Linked DNA regions of Danio rerio: region 1 is linked to region 2. A link is a contact called in public HiChIP or PLAC-seq data. All regions are on one chromosome and are shown on one strand. Each heading gives the region's core, a stretch centred on a gene start, on an enhancer-like site or on the middle of the called end of the contact. The rest is flanking DNA. Distances are from core to core; before and after follow the strand shown. Region 1 holds the start of cyp2x8 (cytochrome P450, family 2, subfamily X, polypeptide 8). Region 2 holds the start of kdm7ab (lysine (K)-specific demethylase 7Ab).

Region 1 (2,767 bases), core at 260-2,759, 160 kb after region 2:
TGATTGGGTCAGCCACCTCTCAAAACCATCCGGCCGTCACCAATTGGGCCAAATGCTTAACATTTAATTATAATAATGATAATTATTAATATTATTATTATTATTATTACTATTATTAGTATCATCATCAAACTATTCACATTTTGCAAGAGATAAAAGCTGCCTGCATGTAAAAACAATACATATTAAGAAATAAAAAAATAAAAATAAAAAACTGACCGGTCCACATTTAAAAACTGGTCCGGCCCTTCTGGCATTTGCCAGATAGCTAGTCCGCCCCTGATGGGTGGTGAGGATTTTTCAATGATCCTAAAGCAATGTTTGTCAACCCTGCTCCTGTAGGACCATCAGCTCTGCACATTTTTCATATCTCCTTAACCAAACACATCTGATTCAGAGCATCAGCTCATTAGCAGAGACTTGAAAGACTAATTGGTGTGACAGACAAAGGAGACATCCCAAACATGTGTTTGTGGTCCTCCAGAAACATGGTTGGGAACACTGCTCTAAATGTTGCAAATTGAATAACACGTTCAGCCTCTGTTATTTTCAACTTCTGTCTTGTAGTTTTTACTCACAGATGTCTGCACTTCGTGGACTGAAAAAAGTAACCCGATGTACATGTCAAAAAAGGCGGAGCTTTAGAGTCACTCCTACTTATTAGATAACTACCACTAACCTAACATTTGGAAGGTGTTTACCAGCCAAGGCGAACTTTTCCAAAGAGTTCAGTTTGCTTTGGCATGCTGTTTTGAACAATGGGGGCACATAGCACAACAAGTTTATTTTGACCTAGTTTGGCCAATTTATAGAATGGACAAGGGAAACTTTTTTTCTTCACACCAGCAGATGGCGACATGTCATGAGTCATTCATTCATAATCATAATTCAAAATGTATTTAGAAATGACATGGTTAATGTAACAGTTAATCCTGCGTTAACCCTAGTGACTGTAAAAACCCCATTTGTTTCTATTTCTAAAATGCAAGTCACCCAAACAACTACTTACTACTTGCTACTTATAAAAGGAATATTACACTCATTAGATTGTGAATTTCCATTTTACTATCTAAGACAGCTTTTTTTAGGAATTACCTTTACACTCTGTGAGATGACTGATCATGAAGTCTTGAGGTCGACCTGAAAAGTCTTGAGCTTTGGTAACCAGAGCTTCCTTAATAACCGCAAAACTGTTCAGAAAAACTGCTGGCCTCGATCCAGTGTACAGGCTGAAAATGTTCCCATATTTTTCTGCAAACTTAAAGTGGAAAATTGGTTTACAATCAAGAAGAAATGTTGGAACTCAAGATAAAAAGAAGAAAGCCATACTCTTTCAAACTCCTTCAAAGGATTTGCGAGGTTGAAGTGAAGCAGATTTCCAAATATTGGAAGAGGAGAAGGTCCTGGAGGAAAATTTTTTGGCCTCTGGATCCGGATGAGGAGGAAGACGAGCAGGATGCATATTAAAACAAGAACCGAGGAACCCAACATGCTTACTAATGTCCAGCTGCGGTCCCTCTGTTTCACTCAAGCAAAGCAAGCTTGTAAACCTATTACCTCCCAGTCTCTTGGTACATTGCTATCTGCTTGCTGAACAACATTGGCCATTTTCCAAGAAAGATAAAGCGACTGGAACAAACAATCTACTCAAAAGTTCAAAACTTTTTTTTTCACCTGTATTTTGCTGGTTTGTATAATTAAACACAAATCCATTCAGTATAGAAGAAGCTGTGCCATATGCCATATGTCATAGTCGCTGGTTTGATCCTCGACTCGTTTCTGTGTGGAGTTTGCATGTTCTCCCTGTGTTTGCGTGGGTTTCCTCCGGGTGCTCCGGTTCCCCCCACAGTCCAAAGACATGCAGTACAGGTGAATTGGGTAGGCTAAATTGTCTGTAGTGTATGAATGTGTGTGTGGATGTTTCCCAGAGATGGGTTGCAGCTGTAAGGGCATCCGCTGCATAAAAATGTGCTGAATAAGTTGGTGGTTCATTCCGCTGTGGCAACCCCAGATTAATAAAAGGACTAAGCTGACAAGAAAAATAATGAATGAATGAATTTTTAGGGGTTTTATAGCTAGCAGGTTTTTTAAAACAAAAATAATGTTTATTAATTATTCTCATTGCATGGTGGCTCAGCAATTAGCACTGTTGGCTCACCATAAAAAAAAGGTCTCTGGTTTGAGTCCTGGCTCAAGCTGGAGGCCTTTCTGTGTGGAGTTTGCATGTTCTCCCCATGTTCGCACATTAGTCCAGAGACATGCAGTACAGGTGAATTGGATAAACCATAGTGAATGAATGTGTGTTTGCGCATGTCTGTGGGTTGTACGCAGTGTTAGGTTGCAGCAGGAAGGCCATCCGCTGGTAAAACATGTATTTATAATAACTGGTGGTTCATTCTACTGTGGTGATGCCTTATAAATTGGTTAATAAGCCTAAGCATAGTGAGAAATAAATGCTCAGGAAGGATGAATTAAATGTATCAAAAACAACACTCACTGGCCACTTTATTAAGTTCTTGGCATAGTGACACAGCCTACCAGAGTATGTTGCTGACCATGTCCATCCCTTTATGACCACAGTGTACTCATCTTCTGATGGCTACTTCCAGCAGGATAACGCACCATGTCATAAAGCGTGAATCATATCAGACTAGTTTCTTGAACATGAAAATGAGTTCACTGAACTGAAATGGCCTCTACAGTCACCAGATCTCAATTCAATAGAGCACCTTGGGATGTGTTGGAATGGGAGATTTGCATCATGAAT
Region 2 (2,700 bases), core at 35-2,534:
AATTTAAATGTATTATCTTTCCATTTCTAGAGATGTTCTTTGACTAAAATATTATTTTATTAAATATACCTGTTTAATAAATCTGTTTTGTTCAAATGCACCAATATATATTTTCTATATTCACTAAGAAAAGCGGAAAAAATAATTTTCAAAGTGGGCTGTACTCAGTTATACTGAGCACTGTATTGTTGCACATTTAAACAGTACATTTTAAAAGTTAAACATAACATTAGAAGAGATTATGAGTACAACAGTAAATAAAAAAATAAATAAAAAAATAAAAAAATTTGCATTTAAAAAAAGAAAACGTTAGATATTATTACTCAAAAGGTTAATTATACATTTTTAGTTTTTACAATTGTTTGTTGTAAACATTTTGTAGAAAATTCGGAATGAACCACCAACTTATCTAGCACGTTTTACGCAGCAGATGCCCTTCCAGCCGCAACCCATCTCTGGGAAACATCCACACACTCATTCACACTCATACACTATGGACAATTTAGCCTACCCAATTAACCTATACCACATGTCTTTAAACTGTGGGGGAAACCGGAGCACCCGGAGGAAACCCACGCAAACAAAGGGAAAACATGCAAACTCCACACAGAAATGCCAACTGACCCAGCCAAGTCACTTTCTTGCTGTGAGGCGACAGCACCTACTGCACCACTGTGTCGCCTGCTAATCATGTTTTTTATATATTTAGTCATTATGATTGATGTAAGTTGAGATGACTAGAATAGTTCATTTGATTCAACTAAACAAAGTAGGCAAGATTTTTTTTTACAGTGAGGGGTGCAAATTGGGCAACATTTCTATTCCTTCCGCTTATTCCATGCTCTATCAGGGGTCGCAACAGTGAAATGATACTCAGGTTACTTTTCACGGCATATATTTGATTGACACAATTGATGATTGGTCATTTTTAAAATGCATTTAAATGCAATTCTTTTACTTTGTTAGAAAAACACAACTAATAAAGTTAGGCTAACCTTTTCCCAATTAGCTTTATTTTATCTATTAATGAATTCCAGATATATTTTTCCCAAGGACTGATTCTTTTCTTTGACTGAAACACACATTCACTCTTTTTTATTATTATTATTGCCACATTATCGTCTCATTGCGTAACGATGACGTGCCTCTCGCTCCGTGTTGATGCATGGCGTCACGACATGCTCTCCTCGCCCCGCCCCTCGCGTTCCCCTCTGTGTTGTTTCCGCATAATTAGACGGAATCCCCGCCCAGCCCGAGCTCAGGCTGCCTGCGTTGTTTGGGGACAGTCCGAAGATGGCGACGGCCCAGCTGTACTGCGTCTGCCGGCAGCCGTACGACGTGAGCCGGTTTATGATAGAATGCGACATTTGTAAGGACTGGTTTCACGGCAGGTAAGAAATCTAGCGTTTTCTCCGCCGTATGATGTGAGGGAAGGCAAACAAAAACGCCCGTGTGTGGCATTTTGGGTGTCAGAAATTCGCCGTCCGCTGGTCTCGGTCTCTCGCTCGCACCGAGGCGATTTCACGCGCTGCTTTGTCAACATTTCCAAGCGTTGATAAACGTTTATTAGTAATTTCCTAACACACATGCTAGCTTTGCCTGTTTGCTAATTCGATCCCAAATGGCTTTGTTATTGTTTTGTAGTGATATTAAGTGTGTTTTTTCATTGCTTCTCCGACAGTTCAGTGTAAACGGGTTCACGCAGGGTTTCTCGGTAGCTTTGTGGCTAGGAGTTGCAGGGCATCAGCTGACATTAACCCCTTGTGTGGTTTTATGTCAGAGGTCAGTAAATATCTCTGCTTTGACTTGGTTGTTGTTGTGCACGTGAGACGTCAAGTGAAGATTTATAATGGGCATTTAAAATTTGAGTTAACGCTCTGTACTTGTCGTAAAGCTAAATATTAAAATCCTGGGATAAGAAGCTAAAAGTGTTAAAATTGTATCGCCTATGATTTTTAAACTTAAACTAAGCCGTGATCGATTTGGTGCCGAAGTATGGAGCTTGTGCACAGTTGCTTTCATCTTCGTTAAAGGGATTGTTCACTCAAAAATGGAAATTTGCTGTTTAGTTAATCAACTTCTGGCTATTCAAGCTGTAGGCACGGGTGAATTTAACCAATAAGTAAGATAAGCAGCCGCTTAGGGCCTCAGAAACTCTGGGGGTCCAGAAATAAATGCCTAGAAGTATAAATGATATCTATAACTTATATGTAGCATTGATTCTATTATATTATGAACAGTAAGGGTTTTAACTTGATTAACTTAACTTAATTATTACATCTGTGCAAATGTGTCCCCCACCTTCAATCATGGACGAGTCCAGCAGTCAATTCAGTACATATTTAGTTAAAAAAAAAATTTAGTTGTGATGTGAATTCATTTTAAGAAAACAAATAGTTTCAAAAGTTTTACATGATGCTTTATTATTATTTTGCATTTTAATACTTTCGGGGCCCCATTGATGGAATTGCTTGGGCCCCAAAATTATTAAATCCACCCCTGGATGTAGGTGACTCTTTTATTTATTTAGTAGAACATCAGAGATAATTTAAACTGACACTGGTCCTTTACAATAAAAAAAACAGCTTCTGGCACTTTTAGAGTAAAAAAAAAAGACATACAAGCAACCCGACATTATCACCTCTGTTTTCTGACTAATGTCATCTGATGTAGGCATTGAATGATAACAGTTTTCAAAAT

What was found. HiChIP or PLAC-seq counts read pairs in DNA pulled down with a chosen protein or histone mark.
Region 1: an H3K4me3 HiChIP or PLAC-seq map of embryo shows a contact between it and region 2, with 2.0 times the contacts expected there. The contact joins the promoter of cyp2x8 here to the promoter of kdm7ab in region 2.

Annotation. Positions count from the first base shown.
Region 1 is chr25:18,348,847-18,351,613 of GRCz12tu, forward strand. cyp2x8 (cytochrome P450, family 2, subfamily X, polypeptide 8) reads right to left here and starts at 1,510. Exons shown (of 8, transcript NM_001002187.1): 1 at 1,330-1,510; 2 at 1,096-1,258. The coding sequence starts at 1,491.
Region 2 is chr25:18,186,541-18,189,240 of GRCz12tu, forward strand. It overlaps kdm7ab (lysine (K)-specific demethylase 7Ab), which reads left to right and starts at 1,285. Exons shown (of 22, transcript NM_001202419.1): 1 at 1,285-1,391. The coding sequence starts at 1,294.